3 separate regions of the Anser cygnoides genome follow, and all the other regions are linked to region 2. A link is a contact called in public Hi-C data. All regions are on one chromosome and are shown on one strand. Each heading gives the region's core, a stretch centred on a gene start, on an enhancer-like site or on the middle of the called end of the contact. The rest is flanking DNA. Distances are from core to core; before and after follow the strand shown. Region 1 holds the start of NANP (N-acetylneuraminic acid phosphatase). Region 2 holds the start of RMDN2 (regulator of microtubule dynamics 2). Region 3 overlaps EIF2AK2 (eukaryotic translation initiation factor 2 alpha kinase 2).

Region 1 (3,677 bases), core at 1,168-3,667, 130 kb before region 2:
CAATATAAAATATTTATTTTGCCAAATTCAAGAGCTGAATCCGGTATGTAATTATCTTTTCTGTATCTATTTTGTGCTTAAATTTACCGTTTCAGCTTAATCCAATAAAGCATCTAGAAAAGACAAACTTTAATATTTGAATCAGCTTTTCCTTAGATAGATTTCTTCAAGGTACCTTCTTGTACCTCTAAAACAAAAGCGAATTCAGGAGGAGATTATACTAAGTCAGGTGGAAAATTAAAGCACAGTGTTTAAAACTTGGCAGTCATTTCGCTGACAGTGTCTACCCAGCTAAACTCAACAATATACAAATCTACCTGATTTCAGATTCCTGGAAAGCAAAGACCTCACAAGTAAGAGGTAGAATTTTATTGGGTAAAATGAGGTTACTGAATACTGCTTGGTTTCCAAGATATCATTTAATTATAGTAAAAAAAAATGTTGCTAGAGGTTTATGTCATTTTTTATAGAAGGGGCTTTTTCATGACAACAGTTAAAAATCAGAAACTCTAAAACATCTTGGGGAGGAAAGTAAATCAATGTAGCCTGGGGCTCTGCAGCTGTTCAGGCTGTCTCTGATGAGGAAAAAAAAATGCTTAAAGAGAAGCTGCCTCAATATTTCAAGTTCCTGAAAGAGACGTTACAGCTAGGTGCCTCTTCATTTATGACTGCAATGGTGCTGGGTTGTATTTGTAATCCTACTTTTGTTTTGTGCATTGCTGCAGTGATGAATAACCTGTTAATCTAACTCAGATTAAATGCTCCTTTTAAACTTACTTAGAATTCTTAGTCTCACTCCTCTGCATAATGGAAAAAAAAAAAAAAAGTCTGACTTTTTCTGTTTCTAGTATTGTTTCAGAACAACCTAGTCTTTTTTTGTTCTGTGTTGACAGTAACAACTGTATTTTGAGTTAGTAAAACTATAGGCAGGCTTTTGGTATCCCATGAAGTTTGGAACAACTCCGATTTAGCCAGTCCTTGAACTCTGTGGCTCGATTCCCATCCTCTTCTGCATTGTCTATGAATACAGTCGCTAAAATCACTGCCAGATTAACTACACATTAGGTGAAACTTGCAAGAAATGCTATTCCCAGAAGTATCACTTATTCCCTCTTACAGATACTACTTGACTACAAGCATTAATTCAGTTACTGCTTTTTCTGTGTTGATTAGTACATTTACACTTTCCTATCCCCAGCATTCAGGGTAAATTAAAATGAATTGCACACCATCATTTGACTTGTGGACAGTGGGGTGCAGTAATGTACCCACCGAGCTTTTCCCAAATACACACAAATATTTTTTAGTAGCCCTTCTCCCTCTCTGACTAGCCTGTCAACATGCTCATATACCCTACAAAGCATGATGTGCCACCTCTTCTGACTTCCTGAACATCCTAGACTTTAAACATGTCATCTCTAAACACTCACCTTGGGTAAGAAACCCATTATAGGACAGCAATCATTCTCTAGGTTTTGCCTCTTAAATTTTATTAAAATTCCTTCTATTTCTTTAACTACAGGATCCTCAGCAATGCCTATTTCTTTTCAGAATCCATCTCTTTAAATATTGCTTTCTATAGTTCTAATTGCCAAGCTCTTTGGCATGCTCTTTTGTTTGGTCGGTCTGGGATTTTTGTTCGTTTGTTTTGGTTTTTGGCCTCATGTGTTGTGTGACCCAGCACCTTTCGCTTGACAAGCAGGTTGCTGACTAAGGTGCAGTTTTCCAAACTTCAAGTGACTTGAAGTGAACTTCCAGTTTCTCTGGTAAGATACGAAGTTTCCTCCAGCTTTGTGAATTGTTAATGTCTAATTGATATCAGCAGTATTAGCAGAAAAACTTGCTGGCTGGAAAGATAAACTCTGTTTATCAAGACATTTATCAAAGAACAATAGGAGTATTACCTGACTGACCAAGCCTACTGTTAAACTTCACCCTGTGGTAAAGGACCTGTTCCGAAACGGTGGTCCGTGCATGCAACTGTAAAATTTGTTCTTTTGTGCCTTTTGGGATTCATTTGTTCTAGAAAATATTGAGCTTTGGAATTTCAAATACTCCAATATTATACCCCAAATACCAAAGTATTTATACTGAAATCACTGGCTTTGGCTTTATCTCGAATAAATTGTGATCCTGTGGAAGGGACTGCGGCTGTCTTTGCCAGCAGGTGTCTCTACAGAAGGACGCTGTCTCTCCAGAGAGATGCTGTGCTGCCAGCCGACCTGAGGGCATCTCTTGCCTGTTGCACCTCTTCCTCCTCCCTGCAGGTCGCATTTCACAAACGCCAACATTTCTTTACAGGGGAAAAAACGCGACGCGGCGCTGGTGCCTGCTGTGAGGGACGGGGCGGGGCGGCCCCTCCGCGCCCCTCATGCGGCTCCGCCCTGCGCCGGCGAGGGGCGGGGAAGGGAGAGGAAGGGAAGGGGAGGGAAACGAAAAGGAAGGACGGGGAGGGAAACGAAAAGGAAGGACGGGGAGGCCCCGCCGGCAGGTCCGTGTCCGTGCTTAGCGGGCGGCAGCGGCTGGGCGCTCCCCCGCGGCGGTGCCATGGCGGCGCCCGGCGTGAAGGCGGTGTTCTTCGACCTGGACAACACGCTGGTCGACACGGCGGCGGCCGGGCGCCGCGCCATCGAGGAGGTACTGCCCCGGCCCCGAGCCCTGCGGCCTCGGCCCTTCCCGGCCGGGCAGGACGGGGCTCCCCGCGCCCTCCCTTCCCCTTCCCTTCCCTCCCGGGCCGCCCCCGGCGCGTAGCGGGTCGGGTCGGGTCGGGCCGGGTCGGGGGGGAGGCGGCGGCGCCACGGGTCCTGCTGTCGGTTGCAGGTGGTGAAGGCGCTGCGGTGCCGGCACCGCTGCGGGGAGGGCCAGGCCCGCGACATCTGCGAGAAGGTGCAGGCGAAGCTGCTGAAGGAGTGCCACGACCCCGCCAGGACGTGCATCACCGAGCTGCGGATCTCGCACTGGGAGGAGGCGATCCAGGAAACCATCGGGGGGGAGGCGAACCGCAGCCTGGCCGCCGAGTGCTACTTCTTGTGGAAAACCACCCGGCTCCGGCACCTCACCCTGGCCGAGGAGACGCGGGGCATGCTGATGGAGCTGCGCAAGGCCGTCCGCCTGCTCCTCCTGACCAACGGGGACCGGCAGACGCAGAGGGAGAAGATTGAAGCCTGTGCCTGCCAGCCCTACTTCGACGCCATCGTCGTGGGTGGAGAGCAGAAGGAGGAGAAGCCGGCGCCATCCATATTTCATTACTGTTGCGACCTCCTGGGGGTGCAGCCTGCGGAGTGCGTCATGGTCGGTGACTCTCTCGACACAGATATTCAAGGAGGCCTCAACGCTGGCCTGAAGGCGACTGTCTGGCTAAACAAAACGATGGCAACCCCCGCAGATAGCTCCCCGGTACCTCACTACGTCATTTCTTCTGTTCTCGACCTTCCGGCAGTTTTACGGAAGATGGAGCATAAAATTAACGCCAAGTTAGGAAATGACCATACGGTTAGTAGTAATGAGGCACACTGACAGCTCTGGCATGCGGTCGGAGAAACACTGAGCTGTTGACCCATCCTCATGTTAAAAATTTGACCCTAGGATTTTAAACTCATGTATGTTACGCTTTCCTATACAGCAGGTGGGCGAGTAAGAGCACAGCTGTCAGTGAAACAGGATAGAAGCAAGAGTAT
Region 2 (3,555 bases), core at 829-3,328:
GCTATAAACATGCCCTGATTAAATTGCATGCAAGTATCTAATCTGATTATATCAAAAGAAAGATGTAATTACAAGAAAGTAATGTCATCACCATTTTCACATTACTACTGTAGGGTGTATTAGGCAACATATGAAAATAGAAAAATATAGTCCCTCTCCTGAACTCCTGGTACATCTCATCCTTCAGCATGTTCCTCTACTGAAGCCCTAATAACCACAATGGGACTAAACGCCATGATCAAAACCAGGAACTTTATACCTTAGTCAGTACCTGAAATCCCTCATGCTTAATTTTAAGCCAGCCGGAAACATACACAATAGCAAATGTATATAAACAAACTGCCATTTGTACATGCTTTGCATTCAGACATAACTTCCATAGTGTGTAATACCTTTTCGCAGAACACTGTAATAACTCATCTTTAAGGCCCAAAGGAAACAATTATCATGAAAAGCACAAGAGCACTCCTACAGTTTGAACAAGTTCTGTCAGAGACTTCAGGCAAGACTACTGTCTTACTGAAAGCACTCTTAAAAATCACAGCATTATCATGAACTTTGCCTCTCATTACCTAGCTATGTAGCAATACTGCATCAGATGGTTGCCAAACATGCTAGTAGAAATCTGTAATGTGCTTCGTATTAAACCAACTTCACATGTAGTGCAGACTTACAGATGGTCATCCAGAGTTCTCTCTGATTTAAAAACAACTAATCTGATTTTTTTTCCCTGATTAGAGAGAAATTTAAAATATACTTAAAACTTTTAAAGGGCTACTGTTTATAATACAAAGTTTCACATACATATTGATGCAATTTGCAATGCGTATGTAGCATAAACAAAATATTATCAACTCACCCTCCTTCACTTTCTGCCTCCTCAGAGCTGGTAGTTTCTTTTGCAGGAGTTGTCTCAGCTTTTCTCCGCCTTGCTGCTCTGTGTGATGGGCTAACTCTCTGAGCATCCCCCTTCCCTTGGAGCTCGTCTCGAACAAGCTCTTCAAGCTTTGGAATAGCTTCTTTCAGAAATTTCACCTCTCTCTTCAGTTCATCCACACTTATTAGCAAGTCATTCAGTTTTTCTAGTATCTGCAGTTGCCTCCTGTGTAAAACCATTACTGCCCCTTGCTCGTTATGAGTTTCATGTTGCATGCCTACAGAATTAAGCTTGTTACCTACATCTGCAAAGTCAGGTATACGCACAGCTGCACCAGGTTTTCGGACCTTGCGGTACCAAATCACAACCAAGCTTATTCCAGCAGTCCCTGCCATTATGCCCAGTATTAGTCCTTTATTTTCAAAGCGAGACATTTCTGCGCCCTCCTAAAATTGAGAGACAACAGTAACAGAGTTAAAGACGCTCTACCCGAACGACTGACTTTGCTTTTCAATCGCAAAAGCTGAAGGCTAGGATAACCGGTGCGTGCTGCAGATAGGAAGCCACAGTGCAACTCCAGCAGATTCTGCAACAACAGCCTATGTGCAATGACAGCAAAACCGAGACAGCAGTGGCTTGTTTGGCTGGAGGGGGGGCAGCAGGGGAGCACGCTGCCTTATCCGCACAGCACCGCAGCCTTCACTTCTGACCTTCCAGCTGCTTTAGCTGATATTTTTCTTTTTTTAAACGCCCAAACCTGCTGTCCTCGGCTTGCCGCAGCGCCCGGCTGTCAGGCCGCAGCCCAGCAGGGGGGTCCCACCGCTGCCCCGGAGCCCCGCGGCCGCCTCCCCACAGGGCGCCCACCCCGGGCCCGCCGCCGCCGCCCCGCTACCTACCGGGCCCGGCCCGGGGCCCGCCGCCACTCCCGGCCCCGCCGCGGCGCAGGGGGCGGCGAGACCCGGATCCAGGGGGCCGGGCCTGCGAGGCGGCGGCCGGCCGGGCCTCCGGGGCACGGCTGCCGGGGCCCGCCCTGCGGCAGCCCCGGGGCGGGAGGCGGCCCTCCGGCCTGCCCGGGTCCGGCTGTGGGTGCGGGTCCGGCCCGGGGGTCCCGCTGCGAGGGGGCCTCGGCTCCCCGAGAGCCGCACCTGCCGCAGACAGCGCGCGGCTTGGCGGTTCAGGGGCGAGTTTTCCTGTTTATGGCTCTGCCTTCGGGCTGCTGGCTGCTCGTTTCTACTAGCTTGACCTTTGCTGCTACTTGTAGGAGACAGAGGGTGTGTGTACGTTGCATCGGAGGAGGCCTGGTGCTGCAAAATCACCGAGAAGCCCTGACCGGCTGCCAGGCACGGCACGAAAGCTTAATAGTACCTCAGCCATCTGACAGCCCGAAGCTGACCCTGTTTCTCCAAAGTCTCTTGCAGTCTGCCCAAAGTCAAAGAGGGACTTGAGTCTGACAGGGTGTGGGGTGCGTTGCTCCGACAGCCCCAAACTTGTACCCGTGGCACAAGACCATACTTTCTCCGTTGCGGCAGTATTTCCTCCTGTTTCTGGCTTAGGAAAAAGGACCATCAGAGGCAACCTGCTGTGCCCAGTCATCATCCTGAAGGCTCCTGGAGGGTGCCCGTGCACAACATGCCCTGCCAGAATTGCAAAACAAACTCATGTTCTCCTGCGTGAGGGCCCACACAAAAGACATTTAAGGAAATTATTACGACTGCAGGACAAAAGAGATTGCTCTTCAACAGTTGGAGCTTTCCCCAGCCATATCACTCAGGAACAAAGAAATGCAAGTAGTTCTTAAAAATAATAATAATAATAATAAAAAAATTAATACCATAATACCTTCATAAAAGTGAAGGTAATACCATAATACCTTCAAAAAAACTCATAAAACAAACTACTGTAAAAAAAAAAAAAGGTACCTTAAACAGGTACCAAGAACATAAATTGTGTTCCCAAACAGAATTTCAGTCTTAATACAAATAAGCAAATGTAAATCTATCTTTTAGTCAAATAGACTAATATCTCTGTATCTTTAAACAAAGATTTCCTTTATAATAACAGTAACTGCTAACTAATTCTCCATTAAGAACCTGAAGACGAAAGGAGCCTAAATTACAACCTGAGAGGAAGGGTAGTCTATTAAGATAGAAAAATTAATCCTGTTTCAATATTCTACATTTCTCCGAGATTAAAAAAAAAAAAAAAGTATGGCCTGTTCTTAAGTTCACAATCTGAAATTTGTAAGCCCTTCAATTTTATAGAAACTTTACTAAAATAATTTCCAAGGAATAATTTTTACTATAGTAGAAATAGTTATTTTAAATTACATAATCCATTAGTGTTTAAAAACGAAACTGGATTACATGAACCCTCATGCTGATCACATTTCGAATGTTTAGGAGTGGCAATAAATTTTTGTTGGATAATCTTTATTTGTATTTTCTCTTTCTAACACCATTTGCCAAAAATCTTTCTATAAGCCAAATAAAACAGGAAAGGTTATTAAAAATATAATTAATCTGAGGACAAACACCTTGAAACAGGCCTGCAGCCTTAGACTAGGCGACTTGCTTTCAGATATAATGGTCTGTGAGAACTGCTTTCTAAATCTGCCATTAGTTTCTGTGGATACATTGCAACTCTGAAAATCAGGTCACAGGTCTGGATCCAAACTCCTA
Region 3 (3,923 bases), core at 958-3,457, 160 kb before region 2:
ACAAGTGCTCCGTGCAAGAACTGCAAAGGTTTCAGCTGAAACTTGTCACATGTTAATTTTCATATTGTAAGGGTAAGTTTATGGGTGAAAGGGAAGTGGAACTAGTGGTATTCTTGTCTGTTAGGATATAATTTCTCCTAGACCTTGAGTACTGCAAAAAAATATGCATTAGTCCAAAACAATTGAATGCTTTATTTATGAACAATAACATTCATTATAAGGGAAAAAAAAAATCAGTTCTTGGACATAAAATCAGACCGTTATTTAGCACCACTTACAGGGGATCAGCAATAGATTTCCATAAGAGTATAAAAATGACTATGTATTCTTTTATATTATTCTTTTTAACAAAACACCCACCTTTAACCTGTTTAACATTTTAGAAAAATCCTATTATACTTTATCTTTACTACACATCATCACGTCATACTTATTTTCCTGCTTAGAATCTCTGTGCATATGCCTTTATGGAGTTCCACAGGAGTGAGCTGTATCTTTTCAAACAAATCAAAGATGAGAATCGGAAGGACTAATTTGCCCATCTTTTCTCCCCTGCACAATTCTTCCTATTCTATCACAGCTGTAATCTTTGAAGTATGTAACCAAACAGTAACAGGCAATCTGCTGTTACCTTTTGCAGAGCTGATGGTAAGTCCACCAGAGGTGTTCAAGACACCTGTTACCAGTTACACATGCCTCAGTACTACAATAAGCGATTAAAACCCAGCAGTGTGGGTGAGAGGATGTTTAAAGTGCTTTTGACAAAGTATTTAAAATGGTTACTACTGAGAAAACTCTGGAGACTTAAGAGTACCCCAACTTTGCTTCAGAAAACAAAAAAAATGCTGAGGGTTTCAAAAGTTTAGGATAAATCTCTTTCAGCTAGATTTCCTAGAAGCTAGATGCTTAACACTTAAAACGTTTACATTCTCAAGGAAAACCCACTTTAAAAGAGTATTTAAATTTTAGCACACTAAAGGTGCTAGGTGTATCTGTGGATATAGTGAGAAGAAAATTCATTTTAAAGACCTGAAATTCAGTAAGGAATAAACCCTGCTGCTTTCTAGTATTCTTCCTACCAAAATCGATCTTTCCAATTCAGCACATTACCTCCTCTGGTCTAAAGGGCACAGGAGGAGTCTAGTAATTAATATAAAGATCACTATGAAAAAACAGAAAGGTTTGATTCATGTGCCACAAGACAGCGCTTCATCCACTTCAACTGATAACGAATTGAGCATGTGTTAAGAGCACACACGTAGGGAGTTGCCACAGGCCAGTTATCACATCAACACAGTCTTATGGGAGACAAGGACTAGGTTCCTGTGCTTATTGTATAATATAGTTCAGCTCATACCTAACCTGTGTTTCCACGTAAAAATTGCAAGCAATTGTTTGCAGATGTTTGCTGTTCTGATCTGCAGCCAGTGGGAGTGAACGGTGATGCGACCATTTTGGCCAGCAAGCTCCTCAGTGGCAGGAAGGCTAAACACCATGGAAAAGACATGTCCTAAGTCTTACTCTTGCTTCTGATATATTTATGGAATTTCATAAGTTTGAATCAAACTGGATTTAAGCATCATCTGGAAGACTTTTAAAATGGCGTTTACTGCGTATGAGCTTTATGGGAGTTGTCTTTATCAACACTCTTCAAAAGCTCAAGTATTTCAGATGCACGGGGCCTTTTTGAGGCGTCCTTTGAAAGCATCCTTCTGATTATGGGTACCTGCAAAAATAAATTAAAATTGAGTTATTTTTTTAATGAGTAGATAAAGAAACTAACTGAAATAATGTATTCTAATACTATACCTGTGTTTTAAATCGCTCAGTGAAGTCCTCTGGAAATTTACTTTCTTTTACATCACGCCATACCTGAAATTCATATGAGATAAACAGTTTCAGTATGCTTTTATTCATTATATTTTGCATCTCATTTCACAACCCATATAATTTACAGAAGTAATTAGGAGAATAAAAATCTACAAAAAAGGTAAGGCTGCAAAAAGAAACTATAGAAGTTTGAAAAATTCTCATTTAGTTGAACTTTGTTTTGTTTTTATGGTCTTTTTTGTAAACTGTTGTCCCTTTTTTAAGCTTAAAAGCTTCACAAAATACAATGATGTGGTTGTTTCGGCAAACCTCTCTACTTAATAACCATTATCCTTCTGTCCTCAAATAATAATAATTAAAAAAGCAAACAACACACAGTGTGAAAAGGCTTAATTTCTTGTTCTGACAACATGTGGATGTTATTTCTGAGCCAAGCAGGTGTGCTTCCCTTTTACCTTGTTCAGTGCTACAAAATTATTTCTATGTCACTGCAGAAAATGCTAGGTGGAGTTCAAAGCAACTAACAGTGAGGATTTCTAAATATATGCTTTCAGAAACTGCTTTTGAGTAACAACTGTTTTTTTCCCCATGATGATTTTCAATTGGTTTTGCCTTTTAAACTTTGAACACCGTGGGACTGCGGGTCTGTTTGCACAGTTGGCTGTGAGTGGGGGAAAGTCCTTTAGTCTTTAGAAATGCTACAAGGTAGATAATTGGAGCCAAGTCAAATCTGTGGGTCAAACACACTTTGATATGGTTTGCTCATACTGGCAAAGAGCCAAGCTAACAGTGTTCTAGAGATTCTGGGTCCAACCATATACATAGATCTTACAAAATAATGACTTCAGAAACAATACTCATCATCTACATCCCTGTCCTACGACTATATAGGTTTGAGCATAAAAGCTGTTATACTACTGCTGTGCAAAGAAAAAGACAAAAGACACATTAAAAGGTACCTTTTAAAGCAAAGTTTAAGTAACACTGGTATCTTTTTGAAGTAACATTTTTTCAATTAAAATAAAGCTATATATTCCAAATCACTTTCATTTTCATTTTGAAAAACTACAAAGGTTTCAACTTTTTGGAAACTTTATTCTTGTTCCATGCTGTAGTGAAGAAGAGCATGGCAGACACTAAACTCTCCCAATTCTTATTTTCTAAAATTAGAAAAATATTCCTTTCCAATACTCTGATCGATCAAATAAAAAGATCAGATATCTTTTTGGTAGATATTTTTTAGATTTTTGATTATTTTCCCTATAGAGGCATGTACATATCTAAGCTTAGTAAGGCTTTAATCTGTATATCAGTAGAACATCAGTAAAATAAACCCAGTGATGTTTCTTCAGTTTCTACATTTTAACTGAAGCGTGAAGGACTTATGAGCTTTACAGACATGAACCAAGGGGAAAATATGAATACAGACAGTACTCTAGATGTACAGATTCCTTCTGGCATGGAATCAGCCTAAGATGCCTGCAGTAAGGCAAAATAATGATACATGATATAATATGAGAGGGTGTTTTAATTTTTATTTAAAGATTACATACCATATTTTTCTCATGACGACTGGCCAATGCCGAAAGAATTTCAAACCAAATTAATCCCAGTGCATAAATATCTACTTCCTTTCCATATTTGTCAAAGAACTACAAAAATCACAACAAAAACAATGTAGGTGTCAAATACAACTGGACATGACTTCTTAAGGCAAAATTTGAAATCAGTAGAAATTGTCACCTGAAAACTCCAGGACAGGCATTACTGGATCTTCATATTAATTTTTAACCCTTTCTGCTATGATCTTGTTAAATAGTGGCTGTGATGTCACATTAAAAACACTGAAATTACGACTTCTACAAAACTATATAGATAAGGCATGCCAATGTCTCTTTGTTACAAGTAATGAAACAGAGGGACTCAAATGCCACAGTTAACAGAGGTCCTAAATTCAAACTCAAATACATGGCTGGCAAACAGTTACAGAAGAGCATTTCTTACACCAGTGTCAGACCTTGTAGGTTAGGACAATTAAATAAAACCACCACACTTACAAACTGCTTTCTTCAGAATAAGGTTATCCTCATATA

What was found. Hi-C and Micro-C count contacts between places; a contact is called where the count stands out from the background.
Region 1: a Hi-C map of liver shows a contact between it and region 2, with 2.4 times the contacts expected there. The contact joins the promoter of NANP here to the promoter of RMDN2 in region 2. A contact is called at or near these places in 3 of 7 Hi-C or Micro-C datasets (granulosa cells and liver).
Region 3: a Hi-C map of liver shows a contact between it and region 2, with 1.9 times the contacts expected there. The contact joins the enhancer-like site here to the promoter of RMDN2 in region 2. A contact is called at or near these places in 3 of 7 Hi-C or Micro-C datasets (granulosa cells and liver).

What each region holds. Positions count from the first base shown.
Region 1 is chr3:35,654,783-35,658,459 of Taihu_goose_T2T_genome, reverse strand. NANP (N-acetylneuraminic acid phosphatase) reads left to right here and starts at 2,417. Exons shown (of 2, transcript XM_048047751.2): 1 at 2,417-2,637; 2 at 2,821-3,677. The coding sequence starts at 2,548. The coding sequence ends at 3,516.
Region 2 is chr3:35,519,873-35,523,427 of Taihu_goose_T2T_genome, reverse strand. It overlaps RMDN2 (regulator of microtubule dynamics 2), which reads right to left and starts at 2,078. Exons shown (of 11, transcript XM_048047733.2): 1 at 2,023-2,078; 2 at 860-1,323. The coding sequence starts at 1,311.
Region 3 is chr3:35,681,960-35,685,882 of Taihu_goose_T2T_genome, reverse strand. EIF2AK2 (eukaryotic translation initiation factor 2 alpha kinase 2) reads right to left here. Exons shown (of 16, transcript XM_013170695.3): 14 at 3,384-3,482; 15 at 1,810-1,872; 16 at 173-1,726. The coding sequence ends at 1,607. All of the region lies in intron 8 of GPATCH11 (G-patch domain containing 11), which reads left to right. Among named protein-coding and RNA genes, the nearest start is that of GPATCH11, 7.6 kb to the left of the region's middle. Within about 2 kb of position 2,207, at least 2 of the 3 cell types and tissues checked have open chromatin away from gene starts, as enhancers often do. A contact at or near this core is called in liver, where this site is marked.